Regions from separate parts of the Mus musculus genome. Here region 1 is linked to region 2. The links are chromatin contacts, called in public Hi-C maps. All regions are on one chromosome and are shown on one strand. Each heading gives the region's core, a stretch centred on a gene start, on an enhancer-like site or on the middle of the called end of the contact. The rest is flanking DNA. Distances are from core to core; before and after follow the strand shown.

The links. A called contact is a pair of places that touch in the nucleus more often than the background predicts.
Region 1: a Hi-C map of cortical neurons shows a contact between it and region 2, with 2.5 times the contacts expected there. The contact joins two enhancer-like sites. A contact is called at or near these places in 7 of 484 Hi-C or Micro-C datasets (bone marrow-derived macrophages, cortical neurons, forebrain and 3 more), 7 of 115 datasets of contacts at active chromatin or transcription factors (the NIH/3T3 cell line, SST interneurons, embryonic basal ganglia and 4 more) and 1 of 9 other capture datasets (embryonic stem cells).

The regions. Positions count from the first base shown.
Region 1 is chr13:97,916,977-97,921,678 of GRCm38.p6, reverse strand. All of the region lies in intron 35 of Arhgef28 (Rho guanine nucleotide exchange factor (GEF) 28), which reads left to right. Among named protein-coding and RNA genes, the nearest start is that of Gm34388, 25 kb to the right of the region's middle. Within about 2 kb of position 3,373, at least 14 of the 459 cell types and tissues checked have an H3K27ac peak or open chromatin away from gene starts, as enhancers often do. A contact at or near this core is called in cortical neurons and forebrain, where this site is marked.
Region 2 is chr13:97,387,535-97,392,766 of GRCm38.p6, reverse strand. No RefSeq gene overlaps it. Among named protein-coding and RNA genes, the nearest start is that of Gm33447, 14 kb to the right of the region's middle. Within about 2 kb of position 2,191, at least 96 of the 459 cell types and tissues checked have an H3K27ac peak or open chromatin away from gene starts, as enhancers often do. A contact at or near this core is called in cortical neurons and forebrain, where this site is marked.

The DNA.
Region 1 (4,702 bases), core at 2,124-4,623, 530 kb before region 2:
TAGAAGGATATATCTGACCTGTGTTTTAACATTTTTCTTGGATGATTTTTTTGAGACGGTGCCAGACCGGGCATGTCACTGCTGACCTGCCCCTGGTTGTTTAAAGACTTCAGCTCAGACCCTGACTCTAATGCCTGCCGTTAGAGTTGGGATCCTCCTGCTGTGTGATCTCACAGTCCTGGTTTTCCCATCCATACAAAAGATTAGGATGTGCCCATGCCTGGGCATCTGAGGAACGTTAGCATCTCTCCTTTCATTGTTATGAAAATAATCCATTTGGGTTGAGATTCAGAATGTGCTAATAACATGACTATGCCTCCCAACACACACTGGAAAGCCAGCAGCTTAAGATATGATTGAGGGAACGCTATAGATTGTTTTCTTTTAAAAACCTGAAGATGGAAACATGCTAAAGAGACAACTGTCCATACCGGGCTCATGAGAGGCACTTTACAGGTATTCTCACAGATCATTGCACGATGTCGTGCAATGGAGTTTGATTGTTTTTGTTTCTGTTTTTACTTTCAACTCCTTACCCATACCCAACTTCATGGCCTAAGGAGTCTTTGTAGTGTATCACTGTATCATTAGACTTGTCCTCCAGGGGAAGCCCCAAAGCACAATATTGAGTTTCTTTTTGTTTCTGTCTAGAGTGGAACAGTTTCATCAACCAACCACATTGATAGATCCAAATGAGAGTACCAAGATGTAGGACATCCTGACAATAAGAATAAGCTTTCCGTCTCGGATGGAAGCCTACTGTCTAGATTAGCCAAGCCCCAGTGGATGCATCCCATAAACACAGTCCCAGAACAAACGTCTGATCACGTTGGTTTTTTTGAGTGGGTTCTCTTACTGAAAAGAAGATGCCAGCCAACAGAAGGAGATGGATACGGACCGCGTCTTACCTTGGGTTTAAAAGCTCTGACTTAAGTTCTCCTTAATACTGATTCCCCCCTCCCAGGCAAACCCACAAAACCCAAGCCTGGGTGCACCAGAAAGCAGCTCCTCTTCATCCTTACGTCTTGAATTAATTACTCGCGCGATAATTTTAGTAATCCTTGTCTACTCCACTAGAGAACGGGCGTCACACGGGTGGGAAACTCCATGTGTCTCCTTGATTAGCTACACTTTCAGAGACACCATCCTCAGAGTCCAGTGTATAGCAGGTAAATATTTATGAATTGAACTGAGGCCCAAACTCTTCTTCCTCCCTTCTCCTCTCCCTCCTCCCTTCTTCTCTCTCCCTCCTCCTTCCTCCTCTCCCTCGCCCCTCCTCTTTTCTTTCTTCTTCCTTCTCCTTTCCCCTCCCTCCTCTCCCTCTTCCCTCCTTCCTCCACTTTCCTCCTCCTCCTTTCAAATAAGGCAATTACATTCAACTATATGTTCCTGAATTTATGTTTCACTTTAAAAAACAAAACAAAACAAAACAAAACAAAACAAAACAAAACAAAACTGGCTACAGCCCTGCGTGTCAACTTGGTATAAGCATTTCTATAGAATGGTAGAGAACATCTTCCATCATTAGTGATTTTTTTTCTTCATTTAGAACATGATACATGTAACTGCCACATGCCCGTGTGTAGTAGATGGAAACAAGTTAAAATGTGTTTTCCATAAAATACTTTAAGTTAGCTGAGCCTCCTGGAACCAACCCACTGCTGCCATTTAAGGGAGAAGACACATAAACAACTCACCATGTAAGAATTGTCCCATCAAAGCCAGCTTAGCTCATCACCAGAGCATTATTTTTTTTTTACATAAAATATCGCGAACACCAATATATTCAGTGTGGGTGGCTAGCCGAGGATCCGTGAAACACTGTCGTAAGCTCCCTTTCTTCTGCTAAATCCTATTTAACAGTCCAGTGTCTCTCCCCAGGCAAAACAATTAGGGGTTGTTTAGCTAAGTACACTCCTAGAGTGTGAACTGACTTCCCTGGCACGACCTTCTGCTTGTCAGCCTTAAAATGTGGCCTGAAATATCACACACTTATTAGAGCCGTCTGCAGAGTGAGCGTGCTGTCATCTGTAGAAGTATACCCCCTGTTTTGCCAGACTGAAACACATTTCACATTCTGGCTAAGGAGGGGAAATGACTGTGATCAGACCTTGGACAAGATGATAAATAAGTCTGTGCAGATGTTAATTTGTCATAATAAATCACCCTCCTTGGATAATGGGTCAAATATCATATATATATAGTTAGTATTAATTCAATTTAATTTGATATGTTAATGTTTGGTTGGAAGATTTTACCTAGAAAAAACTGTAGGTGCCCAAAAGTTTCACAATATGTAAGATAGAACACTGAGTCTTTCTTTGTACAATTACACAGTAAAGCTTTTCAAAGTCTAAAACAACATTTTTTCTTTTTTTCTTTTTGTATGTGTGCATGTGTGTTCATGTGGCCTACATGCCTGTATATATACAATGCACACACATGTATGCACAAATACAGAGGCCAGAGGTTGAAGTCTGTTGTCTTCCTCTCTCACTCCCCATCATATTTGTAAAGTATCTCATTATTTCAGCTAGGCTAGCTTACCAGCAAGCTCTGGGCATCCTCCTATTGCCCACTAAGAAGCACAACACTGAGATACCACTATGCCTGGCTTTTATATGGGTCTTGGGGACCTGAATTTTGTTCTCATGCTTGAGCAACAAGCACTTTATCCACTGATCCATTTCTTTAACCCCCAAATATAAATACCCCCTTTTCCCCATCACTCTCTGCCCAGATTTCCTTTCTAAAACATAGCGTGCTAGATGCTTGGTTTGATTACAGACCCCAGGGATCATGCAGAAGAAACATAGGAGGCTCCGCTTTCTTGGAGGTGTGGCTGCATTTGCTTTCCCTAACCTGGTGCTCTAAGGCTTTGGAGGAAACATTTACAAGCAAAGCACTGGCAGAGATTTAATTTTCTTTAATGACTTCTTCCTACCAGTGATCTTGGCACCCTGTGCAGCGATTTGCCATCAATTAATCATGCAAGAATGGTGTGTTGCTGCATCGAGGGCATTGCCCTCCGTGAGTCTCATAAATCTACCAGAAACAAACAACAGGAATTGCGTGCTTAAGACTCTTCATGCAAAACACCAAACGAGGAGGTGGTTTTATAAAATAGGAAGCCTGAGTACTTTCTTGTGGATTCTGAGTTTTGCCGTTCCAGTGACTCTGGAATGATTTGTCCTTAGTTCTTGTTATGAGAATCCATAGCAGGAAAATGGCTTTGTGCTTTTTCCCTGGATTCAGGGCAATCATGCCCAATTGCGAGCAACCACGTTTTAGGGATGTCTTAGAAAGTATGCATGTTGCTACCCTGGCAATCCATGACATTTGCAGATGGCAGGATGTGGGGTAGCGTGAGATGAGAAGTCAAGCAGCTTTCACGGCAGATAGCTTTGCCAGAAGCTTTTGGGTCCTGTGTTCGGCATCTTCAGCCTGTCTTCTTGTCAGTTCAGATGGATGCTTATAGTTAACTGCTTAGCTGGGATGGGTCTCTCCTCCTAATTTTAGCATGGTAAATATGCATCTATTTAATATTAAAATCCTATGAGCCTAAACCCTGAGGCATACATACAGTGGGTCTTTATAGATGTTCTTATGTTTCTGTCTTTAGAATATTCTTGCAGCAAGAATATGCAAGCCTGGCACCTATTCCATCTGATTCAAAACCAGCCCCCCCCAGCCCCCCTTTATAGAAGCTAAAGGTTTTCAAAGCTGGTTTACTTCCAACGAGTGGATTGAATGTCTGACTTGGAATGGATTTATGCCTACCGAAAAGTCATATATGTTTGTCCAGATTGGCAGGATCATTACAAATGGAGCCTGTCCTCTATTTTTAGTTTCTTCATGCTCCTGTTCAGCGGGAATCCTAAAATAATGCAGTTTTTGTTTTACATATGCAAACTACTTGCCATCAACTTGAAGACTGGCGGGGAAGGAAGACAGTGTGGTAATCATTTTATCCAATGATGGTCCGTTAGCAAGCATGTAGTAATGGGGGGTCACAGTATAAGGAATTGAACTTGCCTATTGATGTCTCCTGAGGTCTGTGACCTGAAACCACAGCCATCATGAGAGTTTGGTCATCCTCCAAAGAGTATTTAGCCTTTTTGTAGAGTGCTCCACTCAGCTAATGTCTTAGTTAGCTGTTTTTCTGCTGTGAACAGACACCATGACCAAGGCAACCCTTATAAGGACAACATTTACTTGGGGCTGGCTTACAGGTTCAGAGGTTCAGTCCATTATCATCAAGGTGGTAACATGGCAGCATCCAGGCAGGCACAGTGCAGGAGGAGCTGAGAGTTCTACATCTTCATCTGAAGGCTGCTAGCAGAATACTGCCTTCCAGGCAGCTAGAATGAGAGTCTTATAACCCATACCCACAGCGACAAACCTACTCCACACCTTCTAATCCTGCCACTCCCTGGGCTGAACATACACAAACCATTACAGCTACCTACAGAGTTATGTTTGTGTATTTGGGTTTTTGCTTTTTTAAAGATTTATCATTTACTTATGTGTAGGGATATCTGTGGGGGTTAGTTTTACATCAGCTTGGCACATGTTAGAGTCATTGGGAAGAGGGACTCATATGTGAGAAAACACCTCCATAAGATTGGACTGTGAACAAGCCTGTAGTGTACTTTCTTGGTTGGTGACTGAAGTAGGAGGGCCCAGTCTAATATGGGCGGGA
Region 2 (5,232 bases), core at 942-3,441:
TGGATGTCTGAAAGTAAAAAGACAACTTGCTGGAGTCAGTTTTCTCTCTCCACCATGTGAGTTCTTGAGTTAGAACTCAGGTCACCAGCCTTGATGGCCAGAACCCTTGTCCACTGAGCACCTCAGTGACCCCTAGGGTAGGCTTCTCAAAAGGCAGTGAGCATGGGTTGGGGGGAGGGGGGTGTACACATTTAATCCCCAGCATTTGGAAGGCAGAGGCAGGTAGATCTCTGTGAGTTCAGCTTTTCCTGGCCTACCTTCTAATCAAGATGTAGAACTCTCAGCTCTGTCTCCAGCACCATGTCTGCCTGCCTGCTGCCATGCCTCCTTGTAGGATGATAAGTGACTAAACCTCTGAAGCTGCCTACATGATGAATTTCAAACCAGCAAGGATGATGTAGTAAGACAGGATCTTAAATAAATAAATAAATAAATAAATAAATAAATAAATAAATGAATTTAAAAGGCAGTGATTATTAGGAATAACAGTATTAATGGAAGAACCTATTGAAAATTCAAGTTGTCATATCTTGCCTCCAGAAATGAATCTGGGGGCTCTGAACTTTTACCTGGGCTGCTCTTATGGAGGAGTCTGGAAAACTTGAGATCTGTGGGTCACTGAGCTTTAGTAAATACATCAGAAGCAGGAGAACCGCTGAAGTGATGCTCCGGACCTTATGAAAAGAATTCCCACGTCAGGGTGTGATACCTGAGGAAGGTGGCCTGAAGATCCTCCATGGAAGGAGGGTACTAACATAGCTTAGGGGAGGGCTGCATGATAAACTGTAGAGTCTCCTGCTTCCCCCCACCCCAAGCTCTTGTCTCAGTAGTCAGCATACTGCATAGAAGGTGCACATCACTGTTGAAATGTTGATCTGTGATCTACTGACATTGACCAACAAAGTTGAACATAGAGGGTAAATGTCTAAGAACAATGCCCATGACAATATCAATGGTTGGCTAGGAAGAGCAATCACATGTGGCCTCAAAGTGAGGGGAGGCAGATATTTCCTCAGGTTTACAGGAACACAGTTTCTGCACTTGCATTTATTCCAATTGCTAACTATGTGCATAGTGTGCAAAGAATGAATACTTAACACAGCTCTCCTCTTTTCAAAAAAAATACACACACACACATACACACACACATATATATATATGTATATACATATATATATATATATATATACATATATATATATACCCACAGTGTTCTTTTAATTCTAATGACTACCTCAAAAAGAATACCTCTTTAAAAACAAAACCAGGACATGGAGCTATCTGGGTAGAGAAGATGACCTGGGAGGAAGAGGGTGAACATGATCAATATATTGTACAAGATACTTAAGTGATTAACAAAAAGTGGTTTTTAATTAATGACTAGCTCAGGGCCGTAGAGACGACTCATTAGTAAAGAGCACTGTGCTTTTCCAGAGGCCCGGGTTTGGATTCCCAGCAGCTATGTGGGGTCTCACACCTACTGCAGGTCCAGGTCCAGAGAAAATGCTGTTCCGGCTACTGCAGGCACTAGGCACACACATGGTGCACAGATACAGAAGTAGGCAAAATGCCCATACATATAACATAAAATCATAAAAATTTTTAAAGAACTTGATTTTGAAAATACATAAAGGTAGGAGTGCATATCTGAAAACCTTTTCTTGGTGTCCCAGAAAGGATGGCATATTTCTCAGAGTTAAGATCATCTATGGAAAACATCAAGTATCTAAGTATGTTACAATATTCTAACAATGCCTAAGTGAACACACACACACAGAGAGAGAGAGAGAGAGAGAGAGAGAGAGAGAGAGAGAGAGGTGACTTTCAATTCCAAAGAGACGCCTCCCTCCTCAGTCACATCCCGACAGCTCTCATTGACTAGATCTAGCGTCGAATTCACTTTGCAGTTAAGCCTGTGCAAGCGCTCTGCCCAGGACTATCTCTGGCAGCACAAACTCCTACAGCTGTCACTGAGTCACATGGAACGTCAGGCAGGAGTTTTGTTTTTTAATGATTTTATTTTGGTCTTGGGGGAGGAGGGCAGGCAAGAAAGACAGCACAAGATGAAGAAAAGCTGTCAGGAAAGTAGACACATTCCGAAAGCCAAACAAGCTGCTTCCTGGAACAGTGTCACTTTCTGCGTTGTTTATCACACGCTGAAGTAATCTGCACATTGCTAGGGAAGGTGGAACTTTCCATGCATTCCCGCCATCCTAAAAGCCAATGGCTGTCCCCTCCCACTGCTGCCTTGTTACTATGGAAACGATGATGCACAGCAGGACAAGGAATGACATCATAGGATTTAAATAGAGATAGTAACAAAGGGGCCTTCTGTAATATACACAGAAATTGCTTTCCTTTGGCAAAGTATTCTGAAATATATATATTTGCAATAGGTACAAATATTTACTTAGCTACATTATAATCGATCCTATAAGAATAGCACCTAGCAGTAAAGATGCTTTACCCAACTTTGTTCCAAATTATTTCTTTCTTTTTTTTTTTTTTTTAAAAAAACCCAAACATCTTTTTTTTTTAAAATTTATTTATTTATTTATTATATGTAAGTACACTGTAGCTGTCTTCCGACAGTCCAGAAGAGGAAGCCAGATCTCATTACGGGTGGTTGTGAGCCACCATGTGGTTGCTGGGATTTGAACTCCGGACCTTCGGAAGAGCAGTCGGGTGCTCTTACCCGCTGAGCCATCTCACCAGCCCCCAAATTATTTCTTTTTCTGTTTTCCATCTTGAAATTTATTGAATAAACAAAATGCAGCTGATACACCAGTGTGAAACTAATATAAAGATATCCATTATTCTGCATATTTACTAAAGGTGGATTTTAAAGTTAAGATAATAACTTAGAAAAAGAAATGCATAGACATTTATCGTAGAAGCTGTGGTCTACTTAAGTGAATAATGTAAGTGTCTTTAATATAAATGTTAAGATTATTTTTAAAGGGCATGAAATTGAGAGTCAGGTGCTACAAGGAGAGTTGTAAAAGCATTGTCAGGGTGGCAGGATTCCATGGATGGGAAAAAAAACAAATAAAAATTGTGAATTACATGTTAAACTGAATTAGAATTAGTTCTCTTCCTTTCAAATATTACATGATGGTTAGCTTGTCTAATATGAAAAGAGCCTAGCCTAACACTTGCCAACCTAACCTGGAAAAAAAAATCATTTCAGCTTCATCTCAGCCTAGGAAAGTTTCTAAGACTCAAACTATCAAATGCTATGGTTAGCCTGGATGGCATCTTACTGCAGACTGATGGGTGTGCCCAAGACAACTGTCTTGGCTCCCTAATCTGGAAGATAAGAAGATGCCACTCATAGCATCAGGTTTGTATGAAAACTTGACCTAATAAAAAGTCAGCCGCATGTCAGGCATTCCATAAACGCTGGCTTGCTGGCACTGAAGATTCAGCATTCCCTGGCCGTATGGAGGTGGGCGGCTACAGGGCTGAAGGGAAAGCTCCCAGCTTGGCCTTAAGTTTGCTGTGAATGAGCTGTGAAGTGGGCTATCCACACAGCAGATAAGCAAGCTGTGGCTGCTCTTGGAAAAGGACACCACCCCACCTCAGCAATCCAGGGTAAGGTGCGGGAATTGGGGTGTTCGTGGGAATTCTGGATGGGGACTGACACTGAGCACTGTCCATGTTGGCATTCCCCACAAGCCCAATTACTCTGAGCACAGAAATATCACATTCTAGTATCTGCCCTTTGGCCACGGCAATCTGGGAGCAGTTCAGACACCTTCTGCCGTCTGCCCGGGGCCAGACTGCTAACTATTTGGTGCCAGTGGTTACGCTCGATTCCATTTCTAGAAATGCAAGGCAGCTGGAAAACAATTTTTTTTCTCATAGTGGAAAAAGTCTGCACTGTTACATATCTTTTCAGCAAACTCAGGAAAACATTACGATACATATAGAAATTAACTCTAACGCAAGGTAAAGCATGCAATTTACCAAACCCCAAACGGGAAATCAAGGCCATGTTAGCACTATCATGATTTTGCCCATACTTCATGTTACCGTTTATGACTCCTGGCTTCAGGAAGCCGATCATTTGGTTGGTGCTGTTCTGCAAATTTAGCTGAAAGGAGTTTGAAACGATTTGAAGTGAGGACCAATGAAGCGGTTCAGCCAGTAAAAAGGGCTTGCTGCTCAAACCTGGCGACCTGAGTTCAATGCCCCGATCCCACAGTGGAATGTGAGAACTGAGTCCTGAAACTCATCCCCTGACCTCTACGTGCACAGTCTGCTAAGAACACCTGAACATAGGCACACAAGTACACAAGCAAGTGCACACACACACTAATATACACAAGAATAATAATAAAAATTTAGAAATATTCTGAAATCATAAAATTAAACATTACTGTAAGTTCTGTTCACTCAATATTTTAAATTATGCTGTTGGGGAGGGGAAGAGAAAATAGTTGGAGACCTGGTTCTTAGGCTTTTGTAAGTTCTACTTTTACATGGGTCCTAGGTACCCAGGGCCATAAACACCGGGAATTCATGACAAAGGTCAAGACAAGCCAGTCTTAGCCCCGTTGTTTTTCTTCCTGGCTCAGTTAAACAATATTTGGAGCAAAATCTCTGCTACAGTGTGTCCAGAAATAAGGCTGTACCCTATTCCACCATTATGGAATAGCTCCAGAAAGCAGGTCTGTGGATATTTTACATTAGAAGAAGACAAGCCAAGAGAGGATGTCAGATGCTGAAGACCAGAGAACCAGGCATTGCTAAATCCCAGATAAATCTTCTCAGTCCAACCCAGGCTGCTTTTCTTCACCTGCATCCCAGAGACTGTCTCTAAAAGCTGGAGGTCAAATCTTCTTCAAACTATAGCTGGCATCACTCTTGTTTGCCTTTGGTTTCTATCTAACCCATTACTTTCCTGTTCACTCACATGTACAGCAATAGTAACACCTCCGGGGCGGTTTGTTTGTTTTTCGATATGTAATCCTCCACCCCAACAAGTTAGGAGAGCTGTTAGGGTGGGACTAGGGCTCTGATGTCTCAAGTGCCACTGGTGTGACCTTAGTGTGCAGCCGGGTAGAGAACCACTCAATTAAGAACCATCAGAAGCCACTGACTCTAACACTGTACATCAATGTCATCTCCCTGGTCCCCAAACTCCAGTGCTCACCAAGACCACACAGAAGTCCTAGTTCAATATGTTCACTGAGAAGAGTCATATTCCAGCAAGACTTGACTGTGGGT